2 separate regions of the Canis lupus genome follow, and region 2 is linked to region 1. A link is a contact called in public Hi-C data. All regions are on one chromosome and are shown on one strand. The core of a region is the stretch at or near the end of the contact, and the rest is flanking DNA. Distances in the headings are between cores, read along the strand shown.

The links. A called contact is a pair of places that touch in the nucleus more often than the background predicts.
Region 2: a contact with region 1 is called in a Hi-C map of blood, with 5 times the contacts expected there. The contact joins the promoter of MYSM1 here to the promoter of HOOK1 in region 1. A contact is called at or near these places in 2 of 9 Hi-C or Micro-C datasets (both in blood).

What each region holds. Positions count from the first base shown.
Region 1 is chr5:50,418,448-50,423,561 of UU_Cfam_GSD_1.0, forward strand. It overlaps HOOK1 (protein Hook homolog 1), which reads right to left and starts at 1,459. Exons shown (of 23, transcript XM_038537367.1): 1 at 1,282-1,459. The coding sequence starts at 1,344.
Region 2 is chr5:51,393,741-51,398,254 of UU_Cfam_GSD_1.0, forward strand. MYSM1 (histone H2A deubiquitinase MYSM1) reads left to right here and starts at 1,624. Exons shown (of 21, transcript XM_038537395.1): 1 at 1,624-1,728. The coding sequence starts at 1,646. LOC102155678 (a long non-coding RNA gene) reads right to left here and starts at 2,383. Exons shown (of 5, transcript XR_005359705.1): 1 at 2,122-2,383; 2 at 929-1,129.

The sequences.
Region 1 (5,114 bases), core at 209-2,708:
AGCTATTTACCTCTACACTGTAAAAGCTGCTTTAAATCATGGTTATTTCCAACAGACTTCATACGTGGCCAGAAACCTGCTCTGATTTCTCCCATTCTTTTGCATTACTCCAATTAAGAGACTGCTACAGAATCTCATCAACTAATTACCGCCTCCTGATCCAGTCTGTATACATTCCATTATGCACACACTCCTCTACACACACCAAACAACTAGTTTGGGGATGGGCACCATCAACAGCACCTTGTGGACAGACCATCAAGCAACAACCTTACCAAATGTAGGTTAGAAACCACACCTGAATGCCAGCACTCTGATGGCTGAGCACCTCCAAAAGGTGAGATATCATTTTACTGATAGGAATACTGGGGGCAGATTCTACTCGTCCACCTAACACAAATTAATTATAATATTAAACACGTACAGGGGCATTTGGGTGCCTGAGTAGGTTAAGCCTCAGGGTCTTCACCCCAGGCTCCTGAGTTCAAGGAGCATGGAGCCTACTTTAGGGGAAAAAAAAAAATACTAAGCACGCACAAAGTGCAAGTGAAAATGCCAAGTCTTTTTCTTTACAGAGAATGCTGTCCACCGGAAGGAGAAAATGGGGGCCGGCAAAAAAAAAAAAAAAAAAAGGTAATACGAGCCCCTACCCCCAACATTTATTTTTCTCCAAACAGGAACTATGTAGAAATAACCCTTCTAAATGACTTCTACAAAATCGAATGTCCTGGGATCCTGGAGGAGCTCTCACGATCCAGGCATCAAAACCACCTCTTGGCCACCTGTGTCCAAGCAGAGCAAAGTGGTTTGGCTGGGAGGGGAGTTTCAGCGGCGGGGGGTGGGGGGTGGGGGGGTGGGAGGTGGGAGGGAGGGAGGCTTCGCTCCCCAGGGGCACAAAGATCCATACAGTGAGGCTGATCAGCAGACAGAAGGCGAGAGAGTCGGTGGTCCAGAGGGAGAAAATAGGGCAGCCAAAAGGGGATGGACACCTGGCTCCAGTCACAGCTGTCAGAAGCAGGATCCGCGGGGAGAGGCAAGCCTCCTCCACCCCTATACCTGCAGAGCTCCCTTTACCCCTCCCACGTCTGCAGACACACACACACCTGCCTCGCGCCCCGCAGGTGGCACTCTCGCGGTCAAGGGCGACAGCAGCCGCGAAGGGCAACGCGCCCAGTGTGCGGCGCAGGTGGCCCGGCCGACTCCTCAGGCTCACCTGCGGGCCCCCGCGACCCGGGGCAGCTGGCCTCGGCCGCTCGGCGCCCTTCGCCCCCTCGTACTCACCCAGATGATGAGGCTGTCGCACAGCGGCAGCTCGGTCTGCGGAAGCGGCTGCGTCTCTTCCATGGCCGGGGCCGCCGTCGACCACGCCGCGGACACCGACACCTCCCTCCGCCCCGCGCTCCTCCGGGAGCCGGCGTCGACCACCTGCCCGCCGCCGGCCGGGAAAGCTCCGGAGCCAGGCCCAGCGCCCGCGCGGCTCACGCGCGAAGCCTCGCGCTGCCGACGTCGCCGGCGTAACCCCCTCCTCGCCACCGCCCCGGGCCCCGCCCCGCCCCGGGCCCCGCCCCGGGCCCCGCCCCGGGCCCCGCCCCGCCCCGCGGAGGGCCCCCTCCCCGGCCAGGCGCCCCCGCGCGGCTCCGCACCTGGGCCCCGCCCCCCGGCCCCGGCCCCGCCCCTCCGGCCCCGGCCCCGCCCCCGGCCCCGCCTCCGGCCCTCTCCCGCGCACCTCTCCCCGCCGCGCTGAGTGACCGCAGCGCGCACCAGTCACAAAGAAAGTAGGTGCCCGAGAGGGGCGTGCGGGCGGGAGGGGGCGGGAAGAGCGGGGATGGGTTGCGCAGAAGGGGTTGCTGATTGGACGCAGCCTCCGGGCTCCGACCAATCAGCGGGAGACAAGACAGCCTCCGGGAGGGAGCGCGGGAGCGTGGGGAGGGGTTTGTGACCTGGCAGGTGCGGGGAGGCCGGCGGCCGGCAGCGCGCGTGCGCGGCGGGGCGAGGGAGCTGCTGGAGCTCGCGCAGCCCCAGGCGCAGAAGAGGCCGCGGGGCCGCTGGCGCCGGCCTCCTCCCGCCTCCTTTCTCGCCGTGGGGCCGCTCCTACCTGTGGACACCCACACGCTGATGCCCTCCTGCCCTCCGGAATAGCTCTTACCCCCAGAATAAACACCACTCGCGATAGGGAGTGGATAGCTGGTTTTCTCCTGGGAGCTCACCGGCAAAGAACATTTTAATTTGCAGACGTGGCAAAGAAATGTTTGTTCTTTAAGGGGGGGGGGGGGGGGGAAATACCGTGAAGCTGCTTAAATTAAATAGGCTGTCACAAGATCACAAGCCACGGGCAATTTTATTTTAAATAGGGCAAAAGGGAAGACCTTTTTTTTTTTTTTTTCTTTTTCAGGTAGGAAAATGGAAAATGAAATCATCTTTTAGTTTTCAAGAATCATGGAAGATAAGAGTGTAAATAAAATGCTTCCCGACTTTCCTTTGGCGGTTGCAAACCTGTCTTTTCTGAGACAGGAATGTGAGGGAGGGTATGGCTTAAGTTGGAAGCTCTCCAAGGTACTGATGTCTGGCTTAGGCTGTTGAAATGGGTTGGGATATTCTTATTCGCGCTGTTGATTTCCATCACTTCACTCATTCATAAACTCATCAGTTCATGTGCTGTGTAAAAGTGCAGCTGGCTCATTTATATTGCCACGTCTTTATATTTAGACATTGAAAGTTTAAAACTGATGGATGACTGCAATTAAAAGCCCTCAAATGTAAATCAGTCTCATTCTAAATTTATAGTCCTTGCATTTGCTATCAAGTCTCTTAAGATTATCTCAGAACTTTCTTACCCTATGTGGAGTCATTTTCTATTTCTGGACACTAGCAACATCAGTAAAGTGACTTAAGGAAAAGGAAAAGATCTAGGAATGGAAGACCTGGTCTGAGTCTTGACTTGACTCCCCATTGGCTATTGACGGCTTTCTCCTGTGTGATCCCAACGTCCCCATTTCTACCGTGATGCTAATGACACCAACCTGCCCGGTCTCCCTCACAGGGACAAAACTGATGATGGATGTGGAAGAGTTGAATGTACTGAATACTCCTTTGTAAATATGAGTTACTATGATCATATGCTTATCACTAAGAGTCACAAGTGATTGAATTACTAGGGGCAACTGAGTTATCCTTCTGAGCTCTTTAGAAGCAGAGAACAGATTCTCGGGGATGGATGCTCAGTCTTCATGATACTAGGTCTAATGGAAAAATATGTGAAGGACATGATTGATGAATTCAAATAAGAAAAAACAAATAATTCAAGCAAATATGAAACAGAAAAATGCAAAACATGGATCATTGAAAAAAACAACAAAAAATAATATTGAGAAGAGTGAAGTGCACTTTTATTCAGCACAAAGCTGAATGAAACATTTTAGAATAATTTTTCTGATTTTCTATCCATATGTATCAAGAAACTTTAAAATATCCGTACTATTTAAACCCATGATTCTATAATTCCACTTCTGGTCACGAATTCTCCTGAAATAATGAGAAATGTAGCCAGAGGTTAGAAACAATGTTATGTATTGCAATCCTGTATATAATGATCAATACACATTACAATAAGCAGAAAAGGTTAACTACATTATAGCCAATTTATAAGATAAAATATTTGGCAACTAATAAAAAAATGCTTTGGAGAATATTTAATACAAATTCTTCATGATACTAAATTAAATTATATTAAAATTTCATTAAATTAAAAATTCAGATATAAAAGTAAAAGCCATATGATCTCAACATTATAAATATTAATTTATTTAACATGCGCACAGTAAGAAGACAAAAAAAGGAATATTCATCAAACTCATGTTTATCTATGGGTTAAGGGATTATTTTCTGTAATCTATATTTTTCAACCTGCAATTAGTTTGTATACTTTATAATCAGAAATATATATATTTAAAAAATGCCTAATACAATATAGTCTTTTATTTTCCAACTGTTGACATTCATTTCTAAAAGTTGGCATCTATATTTGGAGCACTGAATAAAGCTTATTTTTAAACACTGCTTGTGGTGTTGTAAATTGAAATAATCTTTCCGAAAATTTTTGACAATATATATCAAGAATCTTTAAAATGCTCAAAGCCTTTAAATCAATAGTTTCACTTCCAGAATCTATTCTAAGAAAATAATCAGATGCCAAAAAAATTGTTGATTGCAGTACTAGTTATCAAAGTAAAAAAAGAAACAGCCATTAAATGTCTGAAAGAAGAGTGATTAGATACATTATGGTATATCCATACAATGATATATATTATAGCTATTAAAATATTTTGAAAGAGGTTTAATTGCTCAGGAAAAGGCTTAAAGAATAATATTAAAAGAAAATAGATGATGCAAATCCATATATACAGTATGGCTCTCTCTGTTATATATATACTATACATGTAAATTTATGTATGGATCCCTATTTGTGAATGCATGTCAGTGTATATGTACACACTGGGGAAGAGAGGAAGGGAAGAGAGACTAAACAAAATAAACTGAAGTATTAATAGTAAATTTTTAAAATTATTTATTTATTTATTTATTTATTTATTTATTTATTTATTTATTTATTCATGGGAGACACAGAGAGAAAGGCAGAGACACAGGTAGAGGGAGAAGCAGGCTCCCTCTGGAGAGCCTAATATGGGACTCAATCCCAGGACTCCGGGATCATGACCTGAGCCTAAGGCAGCCGCTCAACCACTGAGCCACCTAGGTGCCCCATTAACAGTAATTTTGATGATATCTAGGTATTGAAATAATGGGTATGTTTTACCTTCTTTGTACTTTTTGTTAATTTAAAATTGCTCTTCGATGGTTTTATTATCAGACAAAGAAAAAAAAAACCCTAAAGGCTGAAAATGATTAAAATTTTGAGTATGGCCAGATCTTAATGTGGAAGAATATAAGAATACACACACATATCTGTGTATCTATACAGAAGGAGATTGAAAAGAGAGTTGGTTAAAATTAAGCACTCTATAGTGTTACAGAGAACTAATATAATTTCTTATTGCATGGGTGATCTTCAGCAAGTCACTTCATTTCAGTAAGTCTCAGTCTCTGCAAAATAGAGT
Region 2 (4,514 bases), core at 374-2,873, 980 kb after region 1:
TACGTAGTATTGCAAAAGACCTTATTCTTTCTGTTGTGAATTAAAATACAATAGATTAAGTATAGAAGGATAAAGACTTGGGTTGGGATCCCACCTCTAGTACTCAGCTATAGAACTGTAATTTTTCTGAATTTTGGTTTCCTCACTTCTAAAACGGAGGCTGGGGTAGGGTGATAATACTTACTTTGCATGATTCTTGGGAGGTCCAAAAGTGATAACACCTTACACAATATCGGGGATATGACAAGTGATCATATTAGCCCTGACCCACCCTCTCTATTTGTAATTAATCTTCCCTTCCTTTCCGCTCTAAAATTAATCTGACATTCATTCAGTTTCAGTTTACAGAAAGCAGGGCATCATAGTGAATGAAAATGTTTGTGTTAGGTATTATAAATAACTAAATTTAAAGGGCCAAGAATAATCATAAAAGTTCATTGTGAAGGGAAGAGTCATATGTTTATACGATCACTTGAAAACTCCTTCGAACATACTATGAAACATACTATGAAAACATGCTATGAAACCTAGAGATATCTCAGTTAAATCTGATCATTTTGTCCTCTGTTCTCTGTGCAAAGTTAGCAAAAAGTGATGTGAGGAGGTATAACAGTAGAAAGGCTGGCTGAGACAGAAGGCTGTCTTGAGCACACTTAAATTGTTTCATTCATTCATTCATTCATCAGTTCAACATTTATTGAGCACCTATGACATGTCAGACACCATACTGAATGTTGCCAGTATGAGGACTAGTACAAGGAATAGCAGCTATAGCTTTTGTACTTTAAGGATTCACAGTCTCGTGCTGGAGCCAGACAAGTGAATGAACAGTTACAATAATGCGAGCGATAAATGCTAGTAGGTGCATACTCAAGGCCAGTATCTAATTTCTTGAGAAGTCATAAATTCTCTGAGAGAAATGGTTTACCTTTTGCAGTTCCTGCCACATGATTTGTAGAGGGTGAGCACTCAGTACAGGATCAAAAGACCCATATTCTGGTCCCAGCTCCGTCTTTGACTAGCTATGCATTCTTTGATGGTCATTGCAGTTTTCTGAGCCTCAGTTTCCTCATCTGTAAAGTGTTGATACCAGTTGATACCAGTCCTCCCTGGGTTATTGTAAACATCACTGGTCATGAGAAAGAATTTTTAATTAATTGTAAAGACCTCTATAAACTAAGTCACATTCTTAAATGTTTTTTTTTTTTTTTGTATTTTAAAATGGAAGTTGTTTAGTACTTCACATAATCGCTGAATCATCCTTTTCCTTAAAGAAAACAAAAAAGAAAGAAAGAAAACCAACAGGTAAGGGTCCTTCATTGGACCCCAAGCAGGTCCAGCTTCATCTTCATTGGACCCCAAGCAGGTCCAGCTTCATCTTTTTAGCAATCCAGGTAGCCATTTACTATTATCCCCATTTTACCAATGAGAGAAGTGAGGAGCCAAGAATTTGCCCCGGAGCACAGCCGCTTCCAAGCCCAGGGTGTGTATCTGAGGACCAAGCCTCAGAGAAGGCCGCGCTCTTTTCCCTGGAGGCCCCGCCCCCCGCCCTGGAGGGGGCTGGACGAGGCTTAAGCCCCGCCCCATGACGCACGCGGCCCCGCCCCCAGGCCTCCACCTCTCGCGGGATCTCTCGGGAGGACGGATGGGGTTAGGTCCCATCATGGCGGCTGAAGAGGCGGATGTGGATATCGAAGGGGACGTGGTGCCAGCCGCGGCACAGCCCGGGTGAGGCGTAGAGACCGGGTCTCGCAGGGACGGGGAGGAGCGCGGGCGCGAAGAGAGTACCCCAGAGAGGCTTGGGGTCCGGCAGGGACCCGGGGAGCGGAAGCCCATCCGCCGGGCCAGGGTGTCCCGGCGGCCGGACCGGCGCCGCGCCCACACGGCCTGGCCTGTAAGCTGCCGCTGAGCCGGGCGGGCGGGGACCCGGGGCTCGTGTCGGACGGCCATTCCCACCTCTGGCCGCGGTATTCGGAGCGCGCCGACCCCGCCTAGCACACTGCACTCTGACCAGCGATTAGATTGCTACTTCCGTGGTGTCCACGCCGGAATCCACCCCGCCCCCCCCCCCCCCCCCCCGTGGACGGCGACCCGACCTAGGGCGGAGCCTCTGCACCGCACCTGAGCCGCGGGATCCCTGTTCCCAGCGCTTGTAAGCCCGGTGACCTTGGCCGTGCCGTTTCTTTGCCTCCCGACGACAGGTTTCCTCCCCGACCTGGGGTTAGTTGTGAAGAACTTCCAGGGAGGCAGGGCCGCACAGCTCTGGGGTCTCCAGCGTGGGCCGGCCTTGCCCGTCCCTTAGCCCCGTGACCTTGGGCCAGACAGGTAACTTGCCGGGGCTTCAGACAGCTAGCTCCTGGGGAAGCTGACAGGCCTGGTGTGTGCCTCCCAGGGTCATTGTGACCTATCGGTAAATGTTTTCCCTTCTTCCCCACCTCCTTACCCTCGCGTGAAGGGTATCGTGAGAACCTAGTGAGGGCCCACGGTTTATTTAATGCAGATTTCCTGCCGAACAGGCCAGTGTGGTTCCAAGCAGCATCCTCCAGCTTGAGAGATCCAGCCCTTTGCTTGCTTTCCAAGTAAGAAATCGATGCATACTATCTTCAAAATGTGCTTGCCCAGCCACCGTTTAGGATTGGAAAGAGGCCTGGACTGGTCAGGAATCACAAGTTCTAAACTGAGCCAGTTTATGTTGCTTATAAAATATCAACAACCAAAAAAAAATAAATAAAATAAATAAAATAAAATAAAAATAAAAAACAACCTCGTTAGAAGTCTGTTAGGTTGACTGAACCATGGGGAATCGCCAGTCTTAGACCATTTTTAGCTTTAAAATAAATGGTAAAATTTCATTCATTCCAACCTCATAGTAGGGCCTCTATAAATTATGGAGAGCAGTACCCGCTCTGCCCCTGGGGGACTAAAGTAGCGGGTGTAAAGTTCTGCTGAACCCTGAAACGGTATAAAAATGTGAGGAGTAATTAAATTCATATGGTCATTCTCTCCCAAACCTTTAGGCAAAGCAGTCCAAAGCTATACTGGTAAATAGGGAACTTTTATTAACAATCATTTTTCAAATAGTGAAAGGGAATAAAGGGGAAAGGAAAGAAAATGAGTGAAAATACCAGTGAAGATGACAGAACATGAGAGACACCTAACTCTGGGAAATGAACGAGGGGTGGTGGAAGGGAAAGTGGGCGGGGGATGGGGTGATTGGGTGACAGGCACTGAGGGGGGCACTTGAGGGGATGAGCACTGGGTGTTATGCTGTATGTTGGCAAATCGAACTCCAATAAAAAATATACAAAAAAAAAAAAACCAATCATTTTTCACATTTGTGTAGATCAAGTTATCAGGTTAGTTTTAGTGCTCTTGCTTGCATGATTTAATTTACTTTTCACAGTAAGTCTGACAAGTAGGCAGGGATACTTACCTGCAGTCCAGAGAAAAGTGAATTGGCCTTGGAATCACAAAAGGTCATCTGAGAGCCGTGGCTCTGCCCCTTTTCCATGGGTTCTTCTTTATTTTTCTGATCATGTTTAATTTTTCTGCCTTCCTTTTTTCTTTCCTTTCTCTTTCTATTATGCTCGAGCCTTAAATCTTCTGGTGACGCTTATGATCATCTTAGACTCACGCAAGCCAGATTACAAAGGGTATTGGTCCCTGACAGTGAGAGCCATTGCCTTACCCAACTCCAAGGAACATCATTAACATTATATTTTGGTGAATGGTGCCCTCTGAAATGTGTTGGTACAGCTAATGATAATATCTGTGGAACCCTTGAGGATTAATTGAAAACACGCTTTTAAGTACTTGCGAAATTCTAGGTACCAAAGTTAAGAGGTGGCACTGAAACCTTGATTTCCCTTTCACTTCTACCTTTCCTCCTCATCTTCCTTTTCTCCTATTTGTCCTTTAAATCAGTGTTCCAAGGGGTTTTGTCATAAGACTTCTCACTCACCACACAGTCCCTAGTTATATCATCTCTCAAGACTTTAATTTCGTTAGGTTGGATCATATAAAGTTTTGTCACTGTTCAACCATTTTTGACCATTAAAAAAAATGGTGATTTCCTAAAGTTCCACCTATTACATACTGATGTTTCCCAAATCTGTCACCAACCCAAAGCTCTCTCTTGAGCTTTAGATCCATTTATCTAATTCTCTGAATCTGTCTGTTCTTGGATGTTCCACAAGCATCTCAATCTCCGCTTATAAACGTTTCCCACTATACCTGCCATCTGCTTCTCCAAGTTCTCTAGTTCAATAAATGGCACCATTCACCCAGTAACTCAAGGCACGGACCTACACTTTATCCCTTTTCTGTACCTCTTTCCTTCCACCCTTCTATTAGTTGCTAAAGGTCTGTTAATTTGAAGTGTCCTCTCAAATGTATTCACTTTGCTGTTCACACTGCTTATTCTGTAGGTCTAAGTTACTGTCACTTCTTTAGTATTTATATAATCACTTCCTTTTAACTGCTCCTTGTCTCTTTAGCTCCCTTCTATTCTTTTT